Regions from separate parts of the Mus musculus genome. Here regions 1 and 3 are each linked to region 2. A link is a contact called in public HiChIP or PLAC-seq data. All regions are on one chromosome and are shown on one strand. Each heading gives the region's core, a stretch centred on a gene start, on an enhancer-like site or on the middle of the called end of the contact. The rest is flanking DNA. Distances are from core to core; before and after follow the strand shown. Region 1 holds the start of Cln5 (ceroid-lipofuscinosis, neuronal 5). Region 2 holds the start of Rbm26 (RNA binding motif protein 26). Region 3 holds the start of Fbxl3 (F-box and leucine-rich repeat protein 3).

What was found. HiChIP or PLAC-seq counts read pairs in DNA pulled down with a chosen protein or histone mark.
Region 1: an H3K27ac HiChIP or PLAC-seq map of thymic regulatory T cells shows a contact between it and region 2, with 11 times the contacts expected there. The contact joins the promoter of Cln5 here to the promoter of Rbm26 in region 2. A contact is called at or near these places in 2 of 39 promoter capture datasets (hippocampal neurons and liver), 1 of 484 Hi-C or Micro-C datasets (the G1E-ER4 cell line), 2 of 115 datasets of contacts at active chromatin or transcription factors (astrocytes and thymic regulatory T cells) and 2 of 9 other capture datasets (adipose tissue and embryonic stem cells).
Region 3: a contact with region 2 is called in an H3K27ac HiChIP or PLAC-seq map of regulatory T cell precursor, with 24 times the contacts expected there. The contact joins the promoter of Fbxl3 here to the promoter of Rbm26 in region 2. A contact is called at or near these places in 4 of 39 promoter capture datasets (hippocampal neurons, liver and pre-B cells), 1 of 484 Hi-C or Micro-C datasets (the G1E-ER4 cell line), 4 of 115 datasets of contacts at active chromatin or transcription factors (astrocytes, extraembryonic endoderm stem cells, large pre-B cells and 1 more) and 1 of 9 other capture datasets (adipose tissue).

The regions. Positions count from the first base shown.
Region 1 is chr14:103,068,418-103,071,571 of GRCm38.p6, forward strand. It overlaps Cln5 (ceroid-lipofuscinosis, neuronal 5), which reads left to right and starts at 1,799. Exons shown (of 4, transcript NM_001033242.1): 1 at 1,799-2,050. The coding sequence starts at 1,929.
Region 2 is chr14:105,175,628-105,178,638 of GRCm38.p6, forward strand. Rbm26 (RNA binding motif protein 26) reads right to left here and starts at 1,687. Exons shown (of 22, transcript NM_001368684.1): 1 at 1,155-1,687. The coding sequence starts at 1,225.
Region 3 is chr14:103,097,727-103,101,104 of GRCm38.p6, forward strand. It overlaps Fbxl3 (F-box and leucine-rich repeat protein 3), which reads right to left and starts at 1,806. Exons shown (of 5, transcript NM_015822.3): 1 at 1,436-1,806.

The DNA.
Region 1 (3,154 bases), core at 549-3,048, 2.1 Mb before region 2:
TTAAAGACTACTCTAAAAGAATCAATGCAAATGGTCAAAGATTGTAAATTATAAATTTCTTGATTTTGAATTAGGGGTTTACATATCATACATGTGTGTCATACATTAAACAGATGCCCCCGGGGGCTGGAGAGATGGCTCAGTGGTGAAAGGCATTGACTGCTTTTCCAGAGGCCCTGAGTTCGATTCCCAGCAACCACATGGTGGCTCACAACCATCTGGAATAGGATCTGATGCCCTCTTCTCGTGTGTCTGAAGACAGCTACATAAATAATACATATATACATACATACATACATACATACATACATACATACATAATTAAAAAATAAAACAGATGCCCCCATCGATTCTCCTCATGAGTGACTATTACAATTTCTAACTTTACTAAATTCAACCCTAAATTGAACCTTTAAACTCACCTTTGACCTATTGTAGCATCTTTGACATTATGCTGTGATAGGCAAGAAAAACTGTTAAGAAAAATCTGAAATTAGAGGCTACAATACAGTTGATGTATTTGTTTAGGGCAGTTAAGCACCTATAAAGCAGGTGAGTATATCTAAGGCCTACAAACCTAGTTAAAATATCATTACTCTTTCATTAAAATGTGGTTAGAAAATTGGTGTGTCCGAAGCAAAAAAGCATGTCGTGTTTGACAGAACCTTTAGCAACCTGGAAACCCTTCTCAGAATAGTGATTTATTTAGTTCACAGAGTTATAAATAAGAAAGCAAAGATGAGCTTGAACTTAACACGTTTGCCTGGCTAGTTATCATCCTGAAGTCAAAAAGAGAAAGCCAGCCATCACCTGCTAGGACACGTTAAAGTATCATGATGACACCCTGTTTTTTTCATTCCCTGAGAAACTTTGTCTCCTAAAATTTACAGACTTAATTTTTTTTTTTTTCCTTTTGGAAAATACATCAGCAAGGACGAAACAGCTAGAACCTTTGGCAGAGGAATCTCTGAGAATATCAGCCTCACACTACAACCCAGATAGGTCCAAAACTTTTGATAAAGGGTTTCTGGATCTGACATTTCTATCTCTTCTTGAGCTTCAGAGTTGGCAAGCAAAAAGGATCCCGTGTTCGCTTTGTAGTTCAGACCTCATGCAGCTCCTATGTGCATACACATAGTGGGTTTGCTAGGAGATCTCCAAAATACTGCCTGTTCCAGTCTCATCTCCAGCGTACGTGAGTGATCTTGGTTGCCATCACTCAGTGCAGTGGCCTGAACAGCCTGATTCCGTATGGCGTGATGCTCTTAGCAATCTTACACTTACTGGACAAAGGAGGACCGGAGGATAAATGGATTAAACCTAGCTCTATTGGTCGGTCTTAAGCTTTGAAGAGTCACGGATAATACTAAGTGTGGCAGAGGACAGAACCGGAGCAGAGCAGTCCAAGTCTGGTGATGCCGATGGCAGCACGGAAAGCATATTGTCATTGCTGATCTTTGCAACATTCTCAGAGAGGCCAGGAGAGGGCAATCATTTCCTGTAATGTCCTCATTTTTTAATTCCGCTGAGCACCCAGTGTCTCCAAGCAGAAGATTTGTGTTGGAGACTGGCCTGGGCCATGTGGGTCAAGAAAGTTCATAAGTGTTTTATTGTTGTTACGGTTTGGCTGGTGATGGCTGCGGGGAGGGCAGAAAGCACCTTTGCGCTAGAGGCATAGCACACATCCACCAGGCTGGAGTGAGTTTTGCAGTACCAGTCTCACCCTTCCGGGAGGACAGGGCTTTTTAGCGTCCAGCGCACGCGCGCTGGAACAGAGGCGCCCCGCCCCGGCCGGGACAGGGGAGGCGTCACGCGCCCGGAGGTCACACGGCCAAGCCGGCGCTGGTGCTTGGCTGGCTCCTCGCGGCGGCGCGCACGCAAGGCCGACGCCGGGGCCCCGGAGCCTCCGGGATCTCAGGGAGCCGCGGATGCTGCGCGGGGGGCCATGTGGAGCGCACTGGCGCCCGGCGCTCGCGCTGGCGCTGCTCGGGCTGGCGACGATTCTGGGCGCGTCCCCGACGTCTGGGCAACGCTGGCCGGTGCCCTACAAGTGAGTGAGACGGAGCGGGGCGGGGAGGGGACTTGGAGAGGGCGGATCCGATACCTTAGCGCGCCCGGGGACGCAGGGCACAGGGCGGGCGACACTAAGAGCATAGTTCCTAAATAGTTGGCAACTCGGGGATCCTCACCGGTTCTGGGCAGTTCAGAGTCCTGGGAGGAATGGAGAGTGACATCACTGCACGGAGTGACTTTTAGGTGCTACTGACTTGGAGAGCAGGTTAAAATGTTTTAAACACTGCAATTATTTCATGCCTTATCGTTAGCTGCCATTGCATAACATTTGGGGAGAATTTACAGGGAGCCTGCTTGCTCCCCTGTGTCCTTACTGAGCTAAATGGGGAATTTAGCTGACTGACCCGGGGAATTTCCTCCCTAGGCTAGTCAGGATCACCTTGTTGGTCCACTTCAACCTGGAGGGTAGGTAGGGCTCCGGACCTGAGGAGGTGATCGCAGTCTTTGACTTAGCTAAGTTTTGACAGCCTGTGGGGAATTGCGAAACAAGAAGCGCTCGGTCTTCGGGGTTGCGGGGGACAGGGGTGGGTGGAGTGGTGGCTGGCGTGGGCATAGTGAAGTGGAAAGAGATGCAGCTTTTGAAAGCATATGTTTTGCATAACAGAATGAGGGGCGGGGGGGTTCATGGCATGATGCATGTTCCTCTAAGGAGTTCTTAGTTCTGAAGGCTGCAGACCAAATCTGGTCCCATTTGCTCATCCTCTGTGCGGTCTTAGGGAATTTAACTCAGAATCTTCATGCTCACATACCCTGGACAGAAAACAGGAAATGATAGTAGCCCTCGCATTTCTGGTGAAAACCAGCAGTTGCCAAACTTAAATATTCATGTGTTCTGTTCATGAATTGGTTCTTCTAAATATATATGAGAGAAAAAAAAGTTTAGGGTTGAGGTTGGTTTTCATGAAAATATTCACAAGAAAAAAAAAACCTTAAATACCCAATAAAACAAGAAAGAGATTGTAAATCTCAAAGTATTTTATCTAATACCAGGAGACGGAGGCTGACTGGTCTTTTGACTCTAAAGAAGCCCCGATTGACATTCCCACCTGACAACTGGTATATAGCTGTAAGTTAGATCAGG
Region 2 (3,011 bases), core at 437-2,936:
ATTCTTACTCTTTTTTGAACAAACCACATTGATCACGTATGTCCTCTACTAGGCCTTTCAGCTATTCTTCATTCTGAAAATGCATCATTCCTCGGAAATAGTGGGGCCTTTTCTCCTCTTTTAAGTTTTATTAACTATTCCTTGCTCAGACAGTTTCACTGACCAACAACCCTGAAGCAGCAGACCCCATTCAAACCACGGTTACATGGTCCTCTACTATCATAATGGCCATAACTGGGCATAGCTGAAGTGTATCTTATTGCAGCTTATCAACCCAGGAGAATGTTAAAGTCCTGTCCCAAAGCTCCCCACAGTATATGGTAAAAACTTAACGCATGCATTAAATAAGTGAATTACCTGCCACTGCATTTCAAGTTGCTATTGTAAATCAACGATGCAGAAAACAACCTATGATGTATTTTGCATTAAATAAATACATAAAATATTCCTAAAATCTTTCAATATTTCAACAGTCGCACAAACTACTCAATTTCTCCTTAAATGCCAAATATTCCATACGGATAGAGATTTGGGTTTGTTGGTTTTTTTCCCCCTTCTTCAAAGTAATAGGATGTAGGTGGCAAGGGGTCTGGGGCTTCCTGGGCTTAGCACCTGTTACATCTTCAATCAGTTAAGAGAGGTGCGTATGAGCCACACACCACATGGAAGACGTGGCCTTTCTTTAAGGGACTGTAAGCGAAACCTTAGGTTTTTAAACTCGAACTTCCCTGATCCCTAAGAAAAAGCCATGCACTTCGTCTTAAGAAGCACTGTGGAACTATCTACCACCGGGAGGAGAAGCTAGCACTCGGGAGGAGCCGAGAAGCCGATGTGGAGGGCCTCGGAAGACACACACAGGTGTACGGGGAAGTTTGCCATCGGTCTGCCTATAACGGGAAAGGGGAAAGCAAAGCAGGGCACACCGGTTCAAAGATCAGCTCGACCATTACAATCAAGCCCAGCTCCAGCTTTGGCTATGTTGAGCCTGGACGGGAAGGTGGGCGAACAGAGAAAGCAGAGCCTTGGGGGGACTCCCCACCTCCCGGTTCTTCGCTTCGGCCTCCACCACTGAGTAAACTGCCCCGATCGGGGCGCCCGCCTGTCCACCACCGCCATCCCTGCGAGCGAGCACTGCTCCCCCGGGGGTTACTCACATGGGCTCGAGGGTCTTGCTGAGCCAGGACTTGAGCGCCTCGAAGTTTTCGATGATCATCTTAGAAACCATCCACCGCGGCCCCGAGGCCGGCCTCGCTCCTGCGCTCGCCCAGGTCGCCGCCGCCGCCCCCTCCTCCGCGCGCCGTCCGCGTGGGCAGCGGTGGGAGGTGCCGGTGGCAGGTCCCCGCGAGCCGCGGGTCGGCGAGCACCTCGGCGGGGGCCGCCGCAGGCCACGCGCCCACCGGGTCCCCGGAGCTTCTCCCCTCGGCGGACCCTGGCCCGGGCTGAGGCAGCAACCGTTTGCCGGCCGGGCCCTCCCCCCTGCCCCGCTCCCCCAGTGAATCTTCCCGAAGGGGAGCCGAACGCGCTCCGACCCGGGCTCTCCTCTCAGCTTTGGGATTAGGTGCTTGGTTGGTGGCCACGCGGCAGAGCAGACGTGAAGAAAAGCGACAACGAAGGGCGGCTCAATGGGAACGGTTCGGGGGTCTTCCCGGCTTCCAGCACCCCCAAGAAGATGGCTGCCGGTAAATCTCGCGAGAATGAGTGCGAGTCTCGCGGTGCGGCCCGGAGCATGCTGGGAAGAGACGCAAGTTCGGCCGGGTGAGAGCTGGGCAAATCCAGTAGTGGATCGAGGATTGACCAATCGCAAGGGTTGAGGCCTCGGTCCCCTTTTATCCATCGGCCTTCGTGGTGAATAAGCACAAGCGCCGTCTTACTTCACCAGGATGGAGTGGCCGCGGGCTCCCAGGCCTTGTCCTCTGAGAGGATTGTGCTTGTCAGCACGAGTGAACCTAGAAGATGGGAGCTCTCCATAAGAAGACGGCCAGCAGTGTTTGCAGGGGTCCTGCACTGTGCGACCTGCCCTCGGTGTCACAGCATCCTCCAGTACCATCTTCTGTGTGTGCTGCCCCGTGCACACGATGGGTAAACACACACTGGTCTAATCTAACCCACCGAGACCTCCAGAGGATTAGTGTTCTTATCCCAAAGTACAGGACTTTTTGGCCAAGGTCTAATGACCTATGGATGCCCCAAACCAAAGATACCTTGTTGATTTCCAACCTACAAGAGAAAAAAAAAAAAAAAAAAAAAAAAAAAAACAGTTTTGTTACATTTTAAATTCTGTTCATTTAGAAAAGTTTCAACTTTTCTCCAAGAAATTACAATGTACTAAAGAAGAGCATTCAAACCAGCATCCTATATACATCATAGGTGGTCCCGCAAGTTTGGTTCTATTATATTATTAGGAGACTACCAAAGACTAGTAGGCAATGGGCCACAATGGAATGAAAAAATAGTGGAATGGACAAATGGAATGAAAAAGTAGTCCACGAGTCTAAAGACACGGTCGGTGAACCATAAAGAAAGTCTTGATGCGACAGAATTTGCAATATGCTGGAGTGGAGTGTCCTTTAAGCATTAACTAAAAAGGTTATAAAATACAAAGCTAGACGTTTGCTCTAAAATATGATGCCATGAGTGAGACGTTAATTAGATTTAAGCTAATGAAGAATTAAGATATTAATTAAGATGATTTAGCTAACTGAAATACCGCAGATATGAAAAGACAAAATATTTAGAATTCCATTTCTAGAGGTTGCTAGAGTCCCAGGAGTGACCGAATGCAGAATGGTGGTTGCCAGGAGGCAAAGGGGGATCTTGAGAATTACGTCTCAGTGATGCAGAGTTTCAGTTTGGAATGATAAGAGTTCTGAAACAGTTGGTGACTGAACAGTTTGACTATACATCTAATGCCATGAAGTTGTACACATACAATTATTAAAATGGTAAACTTTAGGTTACATATAGAATGTATAAATAATATACTATTGAGAATCGCGTGTTTCTGTTTAAAG
Region 3 (3,378 bases), core at 556-3,055, 2.1 Mb before region 2:
GGATCATCAAAGTATATATTAGTACTTATTACTTTATGAATAGCTAAGAAAGTCTATGGACTATCATAAGCATTATGAAATTAATGTCACTCTTAATGGAAAACTAATGGACCAAAGGTTAAAATGTGCTATGTACTATTAGGTGTAAAATTAACTAGTGAATAAATAGCTAATAACATTTTAAATATTGCTTTTCCTTGTTGGCCTTTTTAATTCGAAATTTCCAATGCTTTTATTTTAACTATCTGCACATGAAGCTCTGCTGCATAAAGAACAATTCGGTGCATTCACTAGTACACAACTAGTTTAGAGTAATGGGTTTTATACTGCTTCTAGTGGAAGTCAAAGTGCCCTTTATAGCTGAACAGGAAGAGTGTGGTGTATAAAACAGGACACTAAATATCAATGCGATTTCCTAAGCACAGAAAACTGGGCTCCAGCAGTTTTGATTTATTGCAGTGTTTCAAGAACCCAGAGAAAGTATGGTGGCAACAACTTTAGCTAGTGTTTACATCAAGTGTCCAAGATGCAACTAATGAGGGACACCCAGTAACTTGAGCATCACCAAGAATTAGTGAGCTAATCAAACATTTCCTTAAACTGAAACCAAGAGCCAAACTTCCCTTACTGTCTTTAAACATTTACATATTCTGGACATGCAAAAAATATTTTTTAAAAAATTTGTACTTTAGGTTTAAAAGTCCCGTTCTGGCATTACATTTGCATATGCCCTTTTGTTTTGTTTTTCATAGAAGGAAACCTAACACACATTCTTTGGCTGAAATACAAGAATGGAACAATACGAAAAAGATTAACTCTCAGAATGGTGAGAGCACAGTGGATATAGATGAACTGGGACTGGACACACAGACAAGACACAACCGGGAGCCGGCACACAGGTAACACGGGGCGGGTTACAGACATTTTAACATCTACAGGGACATTTTTTTTTTAAATTCGCCTTTTGGTGTAAGCAAAAGATACAAACATCTGGGCAAGTGGGATAGGCACCATTACCAACAAAACCGCCGCCCGCTCTCACCTCGCACGCGGCTCGGCGATGCCCTGCCCGGGCGGCTTCCGGGTGGTGGTCTGCAGCACGCGACCCGGGCGGCTGCCCCTAAGTTCACCAAGTTTTCCACCGTGCGCCTCCCCGGCCCGGCTTCCGCACACACTGACCGCCCAGGCCCCCGGGCTTTCCAGCCGCCTGCACCCGCGCCGCCCAGGGCGAGCCCGGAGGAGCCCGTCCTCCTCGCTGCCCCGCCACGCGCGGCCACCGAGCGCGCGCCGCGCCGGCCACGCCTTGTTGACAGACACCGAGGCCCGGGCGCGGCGGGGCGGGGCGTTGTTCCCGTCGCGCCCCGCGCGCGCCCCCGGCCGCCGCCGCCGACCTCCCCGCCCGACTCCGGGCTGCGGCCCCGAACCTCCGCCGTACCTGCTGCCGGGGGCGGCTTCCCCCACACAGCACCCCGGGCCGCGCGGACGACGGCGGCAGCGGCGGCGGCGGCTCCCGCGCCTCTCACATGAGGCCTCCCGGGGCCCCGTCTCCGAGCTCCCGCCGTCGCGGCCCCCCGCGCTCCGCCCGCATCCGAGACGCTGGTCCCGCGGCGGGCGCCGACGCGGCTCCACCTTTGCGGCTCCGGCTGCCCCGGTGTGTGGGGAGGAGAGCGTCGCGTCCCTTCTCTGTCCCGCGCGGTCTGTGTCCTTCGCCCCGGCACCTCCTCGTCGCCCGCCCGAGACGCCCTAGGCGAGCAGCGATCGACAGCAGCGAGCCCGAAGCTTCGGCCCAGTTAGGGAATCCAAAATGGCGCCCGCAGTTCGCGGCCGCGCGCTTGCCCCTGCGCGTCCCCGCCCGAGGGGGCGGGCGCGCGGCCGAAGGGGCTGGCCGGGCGCGCGCACCGAGGCGGCTCCAGCCTCCCGGGCTGTCCCTGGCCAAGTTTGTTTAGGGGCGGAATGTGGGCGGGTTGGTGTTCGCCAGACGTGGCTGGCCTTTCCCAGGGTTAAAACCGGAAAGTTTAGGGCGGGGGAGCCGACGCCAAAGGCGGAGGGAGTGTCTGCAGGGCGGGACGCACCCCTACCGGACGTAAACATCACCTGACAGCGACCCACCTCCGCGAGGAGGGCGCGGCCAAGGGAGCCTCTGAGGTTGCTGTCTGTACCTAGAAAAAGAATAAATAAATCAACGTGGTGGACGTTGCGATCACTACGGGTTTCTTAAGACAATATTTGCATTTCCATTTTTCCAAGGCTTTTTTTTAATGAGTCATAACTTTTTCAAAATCACATTTACTTATGAAACAGAACCCCCAAGTCTGAGATTTCTTTTCAGAAACACGTAAAGTGTGAAGAAGCAGATGGCTAATTAAAAAAAGACAACCCCCACTCCTCGCTCCCGGGTGGTGGAGCGTTTTGTAAGTCAAGGAGTCTTTTAAATGCTATCAAATATTTGACTTTTTTTTTTTTAAGTTTGGACTTGGAGATACTGAGTTTTTCCTAAAATAAGAAAAGTCCCCAGAAAATCTTAAGGTTAGCTGTATACCATGCCTTCTGCTTTTTCTGTGTTATTTCTCCAAAGTAAAGATCTCTTCTCTCTCTTTCGTTTCCTACCCTCCTCAGTTTTCTTTATACTGATTTTCATTTTGTAGATCAGGCTGGCTTGGAACTCTGAGATCCACCAACCTCAGCCTGCTCAATGCTGAGATTGAAGAAATGTGCCACCACACGGAACAAAAACATGCTGAACTTTAAAATGCTTTTATGTACTTGTTTTTAATTTACTATTAATTTTATAAGCTTTTCGTTTTGTTGTAGGTGTGAGTGTGCGCGTGTGCGCGCGGCGCGCGCATTTGAGTGCAGTGCCCGTGGTGTCTGGAGTGGATGTTGGATTCCTTGGAGCTGGAGTTATTTACAGGCAGATGTGAGCCACTCATCCTGAGCGCTGGGAACTGAACTCAGATCAGCTGGAAGAACAGCAAGCACTCTTAACTGCTAAGCTGTCTCTCTAGCCCAGAGTAAATTATTATATTTTTTAAAAGATGAAGTCATGAGAACAGGTTCTGTCACACACTTAAGACCGTCACCATATAATGTACATTTAAACAAACTAGAAGAAAGGAGTTTTAATCTTTTTAACCAGAAAAAAATATGTCTGAGGAGTTAGAATGACTAACCCGATTTAAACATTAGACGTTGTGTATATGAACTGAAGGGGCTGGAGCACTGCTCTGCAGTTAAGAGCGCTTGGTGATTTTGTAGAGAATTCCAGCTCCCACGTGGTTCACAGCCATTCATAACTCCAGTCCCCGGAGATCTGATTGGTCCTTGAAAGTGGAGCACAGACATACGTGCAGGCAAACACTGATACACACAAAATATTAA